2 separate regions of the Strix aluco genome follow, and region 1 is linked to region 2. The links are chromatin contacts, called in public Hi-C maps. All regions are on one chromosome and are shown on one strand. Each heading gives the region's core, a stretch centred on a gene start, on an enhancer-like site or on the middle of the called end of the contact. The rest is flanking DNA. Distances are from core to core; before and after follow the strand shown.

The links. A called contact is a pair of places that touch in the nucleus more often than the background predicts.
Region 1: a contact with region 2 is called in a Hi-C map of heart, with 12 times the contacts expected there. The contact joins the promoter of HNRNPDL here to the promoter of COPS4 in region 2. A contact is called at or near these places in 2 of 2 Hi-C or Micro-C datasets (brain and heart).

Annotation. Positions count from the first base shown.
Region 1 is chr4:85,513,841-85,518,762 of bStrAlu1.hap1, forward strand. HNRNPDL (heterogeneous nuclear ribonucleoprotein D like) reads left to right here and starts at 1,820. Exons shown (of 9, transcript XR_012623236.1): 1 at 1,820-2,003; 2 at 2,518-2,686; 3 at 2,775-2,936; 4 at 3,199-3,330; 5 at 3,449-3,563; 6 at 4,401-4,568; 7 at 4,775-4,872. ENOPH1 (enolase-phosphatase 1) reads right to left here and starts at 1,479. Exons shown (of 6, transcript XM_074823919.1): 1 at 1,114-1,479. The coding sequence starts at 1,197.
Region 2 is chr4:85,329,811-85,334,386 of bStrAlu1.hap1, forward strand. COPS4 (COP9 signalosome subunit 4) reads right to left here and starts at 3,028. Exons shown (of 10, transcript XM_074823898.1): 1 at 2,686-3,028; 2 at 1,406-1,485; 3 at 496-647. The coding sequence starts at 2,759. LIN54 (lin-54 DREAM MuvB core complex component) reads left to right here and starts at 3,129. Exons shown (of 14, transcript XM_074823902.1): 1 at 3,129-3,390.

The DNA.
Region 1 (4,922 bases), core at 570-3,069, 180 kb after region 2:
CCGTTTTGTGTCTTAAATACAAGGAAATTGCTCCCTCCTGTGAGGACACGAGCTTGATTGGGGACCAAAACCTCTCAGAGAGGAGGGTCCTGAAAATTTTAATAGCATATTTATGGCTTTTGTCCCGACGCCTCCTGCTGGCCTCCCAGACTTCCCAGTGCCCCAGCTTCTGCACCTAGACCAACATTTTCAATAGCCTCAAGCTTTCTCCTAGGCAAGGGAAGCCACTCGTACACATTTGCTGTTAGTACAGTCTTCCTCATGTACGCTTGACACGATCTCTCTGCTGTCCTTCCCCTGGACTGGTCCTGTGCATGCTGGAGGAAGGATACACAGAATCACAGAACCATCTCGGTTGGAAAAACCCTTGAAGCTCCTCTAGTCCAACCATGAACCTCACCCTGACCGTTCCCAACTGCACCAGATCCCTCAGCGCAGGGTCAACCCGACTCTTCAACCCCTCCAGGGATGGGGACTCCCCGCCTGCCCTGGGCAGCCCATTCCAACGCCCAACAACCCCTTCTGGACAGAAATACTTCCTAAGAGCCAGTCTAAAAGCCACACTACAGCTCTGGTGACACTGGAGGCATCTGACTGTCCCACCCTTTTGAAGGGAAAAGGCAGCGAGCAACCCCAAGATAGTATTTGAGGCTCTCTGCAAATTCGGGTGGGGTGCTGCAGCTCCGAGCAACACTGACGCTTGAGGGCTTTTCCTAAATGAGGCTTCAAGTGCCCCATATTCATGAAAAAAATAATTTACTGAACTGCCCTTGATCTGAATAATTCCCTGTTCTCCTGCCCACAAAAGAGGCAGGCGATCGGTAAAACTAGGCGTGTTTTCTCGTGAGCATTATTCAGAAAAAAAAAAAAAAGAAAAAAAGGCAGAAAATGTGTCACGGTTTTACGGTTCTGGAGGAAACTCAGGCCCGCCCTCGGTGAAGCTGCAGCCCTGGGAGAGGCTCTTCCCCGTCCGCCGGCTGCCCGGGCTGGGGCGGGGTATGACGATAATAACGGCGATGGTAGCGGAGCCCCCGGCAGTGCCAGCGGGGTCCCGGCCGCGGGGGGGGGGGGGGGGGGGGGTAGTTCGCTGCCGCCCGCCCCGCCGGGTCTCACCTGGACGAAGGCGATGGGGGTGATGGTGCCCTCGATGTCCAGCAGGATGGCGCGCACCTCTGCCGGCACCGGCAGCACGCCCATGGCGGCAGCGGCACGTGGGGCGCGGGGCACACCGGAGGAGTGCGGCGGCGGCGGCGGCGGGCGCTCCGCCCTGCGGCTGCGCGGGGGGCCGGGCCGGGCCGCGCCGGGCCGGGCCGAGCCGCCGCGGATCACGGCAGGCGAGTGCGGCGACGGCAGGACCCCGGCGGCGGGAGTGCCGCGCCGGCTGTGCCCGCCCTCGGAGCGCCCGCCCCGCCCCACCGCCCCCTGAACGGGGCTGCTGGGTCGGACGTCACCCCCCACCCCCCCCAGCGCCCGCCTGTCCCGGTCCCCCGGTCGCTGTCCCCACCCAGGGCAGCGACACCCCCCACATACCGCCGCCGCCTCGCCCCAGGGCCCGCGGCGGGGAGCGCTGAGCACCGCGGAGGGCCGAGGCGTGCGGGGACGGCGGCCGCGCTCCGGGCCCCTCGGCGGGGCCCGGCTGGACCGGCCCGGCTGGACCGACCGGCGCCGCGGCCCGGGGGCTCGGGGCCGGGGGGGGGGGGGCGCGGCAGCGGCCCGGCGGCGGGCGGGTGCTGCAGTCCCGGCGGCGGCCGCCAGGGGCGCTGCGGCGGCGGGCGAGAGCGAGGCGCTGATTGGCTGCCGGTGCGCATATATAAGGGCGGCGCAGGCGGTGCCCGGATCTCTTCCGCCGCCATTTTCTCTGCCGCGTAGGTCTCCGCCGCTCGCTCGGAGCAGCCCCGCTGCCCTCGCCCCGCCATGGAGGACGCGACCGAGATGAGCGGCGGCCCGGAGGAGTTCGCCGAGGGCTCCAAGATCAATGCGAGCAAGAACCAGCAGGACGACGGGTATGGCTGGGGAGGGGGAGGGGAGGGGGGGGGGGGGGGGGGGGGGCCGCGCCTCCATCTCTCTCAGTCTTGGGCCGCGCCGGGGGAGGGGGGAAGGGGGCGGCTCGGGGGAGGCGGGGCCGGGCGGGCCGGGCCCTCCCCCTTCCCACGCCGGTAGCCCAGCCCGCTTTTGTGTCCCGGGCTGGTGACCCAGTTTCCGTCGGGCGGGGCGGGGAGGGGAGGGGGGGAGGGCTGCCGATCCGGGGCGTGACGTCACCGGCAGGCTCTGTGGGCCTGCGCTGCTCGGACAGCCTGTAACGGTGAGGCCGGGCCAGCGGCAGCAGCTCCCCGGGGCTGCCCCTGCGGCGGCTGGTTGCCTCTGCGAGGCGAGCCGGGCGGTGGCGGCTTCCCGATCGCCTTTGGCTTGCGGCGGCCGCGAGCGGGCTTGCTCCATGCTCCCCGCGAGCATTTGCACCTATCTGCGTGTGTACACACGTGTGTTTACATGTATTCGTATGTACTTCTTGCGTTCCAGGAAAATGTTTATTGGAGGCCTCAGCTGGGACACTAGCAAGAAAGACTTGACAGAGTACCTCTCTCGTTTTGGCGAGGTTGTGGACTGTACGATTAAAACAGACCCGGTCACTGGGAGGTCGAGGGGGTTTGGGTTCGTGCTCTTCAAGGATGCTGCCAGTGTGGAGAAGGTGGGTGGATTTCTGCTGGATCGATGGCACAGAGCCTGCCTGTGTCACCGTAGCGATCTGAGACTTTGTTTCCTTGTGTGCTTCTTAGGTGTTGGAACTGAAGGAACACAAACTGGATGGGAAGCTAATAGATCCTAAAAGGGCAAAAGCCCTAAAAGGGAAGGAGCCACCAAAAAAAGTGTTTGTTGGTGGGCTGAGTCCAGATACATCTGAAGAACAGATTAAAGAGTACTTTGGAGCTTTTGGCGAGGTATAGTATAATGGCATATAAGAACAGTTCTGGTTTTCAAGTGCAGTGTTGCCTCTGTCTTAAGATGGAATAATTTTTGAGGAGAGAGCTGGGTCAGACTTACATAAAACTAGGGATTGTTGAAACTGTAGGTGTATTGATGATTCCGTAGCGTTGCAATGGGCTGATTTGCAGTCGGCAAAGATGTTGGGCTGCTGAGTAGTTCTGGTAGCATTAAAAATTGCTTACGGATTTCATGCATTATAGTTACTTTTGATTTCAGATTGAAAACATTGAGCTTCCCATGGACACAAAGACGAATGAAAGGAGGGGCTTCTGTTTTATCACTTACACAGATGAAGAGCCAGTAAAGAAGTTATTAGAGAGCAGATACCATCAAATTGGTTCAGGCAAGGTATGGAGGCTCTTGTTCTTGGCATGTGAAATAGACTATTTCTGTAGACTTCTGTGAAAGCAACTCAGAAAATGGTCTTGAAATTTTGGCGAGTTAACAATTCTCTCTCTCTTTACAGTGTGAGATCAAAGTAGCACAGCCGAAAGAGGTATACAGGCAACAGCAGCAGCAGCAGAAAGGAGGAAAAAACAATGCAGCTGGTGGACGAGGAGGCGGAAGGGGGCGTGGACGGGGTGAGTGTTTTGGATGTTGAAATTAATCTAAACGCTTAAGTGTCTGTACCAAACACTGAGGTCTTGGTTGATACTCTCAAGTTTTGAGCTGTGTGCAAATCTCATGTTTAAATTGAACATGGAAAGTAGCCTGTTAGTAAATGGTATTTTGGTGGTTGTGACTGCTTGTGGAAGCTTCAGAATCTCTGCTTGCATTCAAGTGGTGAAGTGGCAAGCTGGGTGTAGGGTGCTTCTGTATACCCACAGCTGACAGCATAGCTACATGTATAGGGCAGTTAATCTTCCACGTGAAGGGATACACTGCTATTTGGCTCGTGGTTGAGAAGCCACAAGCTGCTCACTGAAGAGGAAGACAGTCACTTTGCTACACCTTGCAAATAGATGAAAAGCAGGCAGCTGTCGTGTTACAGGTTAATGCATCTCAGTCTTAAAGTCAAGCAGTCAGAACCAACACAAAGCAGTAAAACTGATCCTGTGCTGTAACTTGGTTTTCAGACAATTAATGATCCAAAATGGAAGTTAAAGGAAAACAGCAGGAGCTGCTGTAGTGCATGCCTTCAGTGTTGTGTTTTGTTTTTCCTGACTGTTTTATGACCAGAACTACCTGCTATCTTTCTCTAACATTGTTGTGGGTAATAGGATCTTATGACTCATATCCAAATGAGATTCCTCAGTTGTTTTTAGACTATTATTTTTCTTAGATTCTTGGGAAGGTAAGAGGATTCTTCCAGGTAATAGTTCTGGCATAGAAAAATTGCTGTAGAAAGTTAGATCAAGTGGCACAGGAGAGGAGTGAAATAATGTTCTGTAACTTATAAATGCTCTACTTGGTTTCAGGTCAGGGACAAAACTGGAATCAAGGATTTAATAACTACTATGATCAAGGATACGGAAACTACAATAGTGCTTACAGTGATCAAAGCTACAGTGGCTATGGAGGATATGACTACTCTGGGTACAACTATCCCAATTACGGATATGGGCCAGGATACACAGATTACAGTGGTAAGTGGTTTTGATCTCATTCCAGATAAGAATAGCATGCATCTTTAAACAGGGGATGCCCTTAGTAACTTGTTCTGTAACACCTCTTACTCCTAATACACGGCTCTAAAGAGTAGTCCTGTTGGTGTACTGTATGGGAACAATCTCCTTCAGAGTGTTGGATGTTAATGCTTTTGCTTTTTCCCCCCACCCTGTGTTATCTGCAGGTCAACAAAGCACATATGGAAAGGCATCCCGTGGTGGCGGCAATCACCAAAACAACTACCAGCCGTACTAAAGCAGTACCTAGTACTTGAGGAAACAGGTGTGTACATGAGTGCAAGGTCCACTCTGAGTATGTCTAATCTAATTTAA
Region 2 (4,576 bases), core at 1,778-4,277:
AAGGACTGCAGCACATTCAGTAGTTAAGTAGAATTGTGATTTCAAAAAAACTTTTTTTATCCTGCTAAAATGATTATGGCTAAAATACAAACACAGAGGTATTTATTCTGAAACAAAAGCTATTTGTCAAGATGCTCTTTACATCACCTGCCTGTTTCAGTAATTGGGTAAAATGCAATACAATGAGTACCAGTCTGTCTCTCAACATTACCTCCAGTAGCACAAGTATTGTTTCATTGTAAGAAGCCATTTTCTGGTAGCGGAGGAATTACATGCCCAGAATCTTGATGACGAGACAGAGTCTGTATTCTTTGCATGGTCCTAAATACCCTCTGCATTTAGCTCTGGTTTTGCATGTACAGGAATGCAAAATTGGACTCTGAGCAGGTACATGTTTTGAACAGCTTTTTAAAGACTTAAAATACTCAGCAGATAAGGGAAAAAAACCCCAAAGCCAAGCCTGCAAACCAAAACCCCTTGTCATTGATCGCTCACCTGCTCTTCAAATGAAATAACTCTAGGTTGTATCTTTTCCAAGGTGAAGTGGTAAATTTCTTTGGCTGTGCTGTCAGGAAGACTTGGAAGATGGGTACAGAAATCTGTCAGTAGCTGACGTGAGATCACTAGACTGACATTCTCGTTCACCACTGGTTCAGTTACGCATGGAAGAAAAACACAAGATGGATGCAGTGCTCGTCAGTGCCTTCACTGTAAGTGATAATTTGCTTTTGTAGTAAATTTGAATAGTTCACGTTTTTAAAACCGTATCCAAGTGAAGGGGTTTTTTTTCTTTGTTTTTAAAAGGTGAATTTTTTTTCCTCTCAGAAAGTTTGTTTACACTAGAGGTCACCCGAGTTCTAACCCCTGAGAGATAATAATGAATTTCTCACTTTGATTTACAGTTTCATTATGAATCACTGTTCTCATTTGCTGAAATATTTTGGACAAAGTAAACCTTTAGGCTAAATTTCACTAAGTTTATTCTCAACTTAAAAAAATTAAAATAGGTGTAATTTATAGAGGTAAACGTAACACAAAAAAACCCTAACCGTCTCTTCTTGACAGTTTTTCAAACTTGAGACAGGGGAAGAAGGGGATTGTTAGTTTAAATACCACTGGGCATCCAGCATCAATTTTAGCATACAACAGATGCTACTTTGTTTTCACCTTCCAACACTGTCACACTGACAGGCTGGAAAGTTAAAACAACTTACAAAGCTTACAAGTCTATTCTCCCGTAACTTTTGAACGTGGCGATGATGATCCCTCTTCTAGCTGTGTTTGAGATCCAACAGGACCACAATAACATGTATTTATGTAGCCTCACGCACCCCTAACCAACATGCAGTCCCACAGACCTCTGGCCTTCACTCAGCGTGCAACCAATTATGCCAGATGCACTTACTTGCTTCTACAAAAGCTTTCAAAGCTTCAAGTTGTTCTACACCCGACAGCTGAATGGCTTTTTCCAATATTTGACGATATCTGTCCACAGATTAAAAAAAAAAAAAAAAAAAAAAATCACTCATAGGGCACATTTTTTCACTAACATACTCTGTTTCTCTGCTTATTTTCAATGTCAGAGCCTTGCTTTTGCTTGTATTTTCTACACCTTTCAGGTGACAATTTTCCAAAGTGTTTGTGCTCAAACATCAGGAACATTCATCTAGAATTGGTATCTGGCTCTTTTTAAAGCCCAGGACTAGATTCTCAGATAATACAGCTTACCATGTTGTTATCTGAGAACATATGCGCAATTCTGAAGGTAAAAAAAAAAAAAAAAAAAATTACACCCCTAGGATAGCGCACAGAAAAAGTAACGAAAACTGTAATGCTCATGGATTGAAGTTAATAAAGTTAGTAAAATGTTCAAAATGCCATATTCAATGAGAAACAGCGTTGGGAGTGGGAGGCAAATAGTATGTTACGGTCATTTGACATTAGCACTGGCACCGACTATGCATTTTTAGGCGTTTATTCCTGCAAAAACAGAAATTCCAGGTTTTGTGCTTCACAAAGCTAATTAAATTTTGCCTGGGCCAAAACCTCAGTGTCTGTAATAGTGATGAAGTACTACGTTCACACTGAAGTCACATTTTGAGGGGAACGTTTCCAAGTTGTACATGAAAGTCCTAAAAGTGAAGCAATTCCTCTAAAAAATAAGCAACTCTACTGGGACTCAAAGAATTTACATTTGACTGAACCCTCGGGGAGAGAAAAATCTATGTGACACACTGCACTGTGCGTAGCTCAAACCCCAAGGTTTGCCATCCAAAATATCCAACTAAGGAAAATAATAACAACGGAGTTACGTTAGCGATAGCAGTGGAGAAAAATAAATTCCCCGACTTATCAGTCTGGCGCAGCCGACCTCTGAGGGGCGGCAGGCAGACACGAGGGAGCTACGGCGAAGGGCTAAGGCCCCACTGAGATGCTAGGGCACCACCAGCACAGAGCAAGCCGTCGTTTGAAACAAAAAAAACCCAAACCAAAATAAAAAAGACAGAATCGTGAGGTGAACTCTTTCTTCTTTTTATTTAAAGAAGCGCGGCCGTTAAGCAAGAGCCGCCTCCCCTGCCCAGGCCCGGCAGCCTCCTATCGCTCCCCGCCTCCCTCAACGGCCGTAAACCCAAAGGCCGCTTCCCCTCCTCGCCCCGCTACGGGGAGGCCGGCATCGGCACTCACTTGCCCGCCAGGTCCTTGTGAGAGCCGCTGGAGTTCATCAGCTGCGCCAGGTCCTGCCTCACCGCGGCCGCCATCTTCGCCAATCCGCCGCCGTGTCCCTGGCGCGCGGGGCGGACCTCCTACCATAGAGCCGCGCCCCCAGCGGGCTAGAGGGGCCGCCGCGCCGCAGGGTCACGTGACGGCGAGCGTCGCCGCGGGCAGAGCCCGGCCGAGGGCATCACTCTCGGGCGGGCCCGACATACACCGCCCCCCCCCCAAGGGCGGCACGTATAGAATTATATACGTGTAAAATCACGTGCGGGCGCGCGCGCGCGGCGGCGGCCTCCCCCCGGCCCAGGGCCAGATCCCGGTCGAGCGGCGCGCGCGGCCCCGGAAGCGGGCGGCCCCGGAAGCGGGCGGGGGGCGGTCCCGGAAGCGCGGGGCGGGGCGGCGCGCGCGCGCGAGGGGCGCTGCGCCGGCCGTTGCCAGGGCGGCGCGGCTCAGTATTATGGGATGCGGCGGGGGAATGGCGCGGGGCGCGTGATTTTGAACAAACACGGCGGCTTCGTCGCGGGCGCTGCCGCTGCCGCGGCCGCCGGGCGCGGTAACGGAGGGAAGGGGGCCGGCGGCGGAGCGAGGCGTGGAGAGCGTTCGGTGACGCCGGCGGAGAGAGGCATCGGGAGCTGCGGAGGAGGAGGAGGAAGAGCAAGAGCGCCCACCCGCCCGGTGAGTGCGAGGGGCGGGAAAACGGCGGCGGGAGGACGCAGAAAGGGGTGCGGGCACGGCCCCGCTGGCGGGGAGGCAGTGGCGGAAGCCGGGAGGGAGCGGCGGAACGCTGACAGTCGCCTCCCGCTGCGAAGGCACAGGCCCGGCCCCGCTGGGCGCTCTCCCCGCGGTGGGGCGGGCTCCCGGGCGGCCCCGCCGACCTCCCCGGGCTTGCGGGGGTTAGCCGTCCCGGTCGCCCGTCCGCCGCCGGGGATGTCCTCTCGGCGCGGCTTATCGCCGCTGCTCGCCGGGATCAGTGCCGCCCCGAGCCGCAGCGGAGCGGCGGGGTTCAAACGGACCCGGGGAGCGGCGGGGAGGCTTCCTCCGCAGGCCGGGGCGGGGGCTGCGCGGGCCCCCGCCGCCGTCCCCTTCGCTGCCGGTCCGGAAGCAGTTGGGGTTTGGCGGCGGGGCGGCTCGGGGGTGGGGGGCGCCCCGCGGGCGGGGGCAGGTGCGGCGGGGGCGGGCCGCGGGGGGTGGCGGTGACGGGGTGAAAATGGCGGATCTTTCGAAATACGGTGGCGGCCGCTGACGGAGCCCGGCGGCTCCCGGCCGCCCTCGCGCCGCCCGCCGGTGAGGTGAGGCCCCGGGGGGCGCGCGGGGGGAACGGTCGCCGGGGGGTGGGCGGGGGCCGCCGTTGCCGGCGTCGCTCCATGCTAACGGTCGTGGCCGCCGGGGCTCGCCTCGCTGGGCCTGGAGCCGGCGGGGCCCGGCTCCTCCGGTCCGCGGGACACCGCATCGGTGGTTGGAGCCCTCGGGGTCGGCCGGTGCCGGGTCCCCGGCCGTGGCGGCGGCAGGAGGCAGCGGCGGGTGGGTTAGGCCCGGGGACGCCCTGCTCGCCAAAGTGGCCGGCGTGGGCCGGCGGAGGGGACCGGGCTGGCCCCTGCGGACCCGCAGGGGCCGCGCCGGGCTGGGGCCGGCCTGAGGACGTTCTGCCTTTGTTTGCGGGGATGTTCGCTGGGCTCTGCCCTGCGGAGTGGGGGGCGGTGGAAACGGCGGAGAGTGTTTTCCGTGCTCCTTAAACTCCCCCAAGTGCGAGGGTGTATCTGGGCTGTCAGCGTGCTGCTGCGCGGCTGCGGGCAGCTCCGAGCTCGACGGCAGTTTAACTGGACCATCCTTCAGTACAGTCCCAGCTTCTCTCCATCGCTCT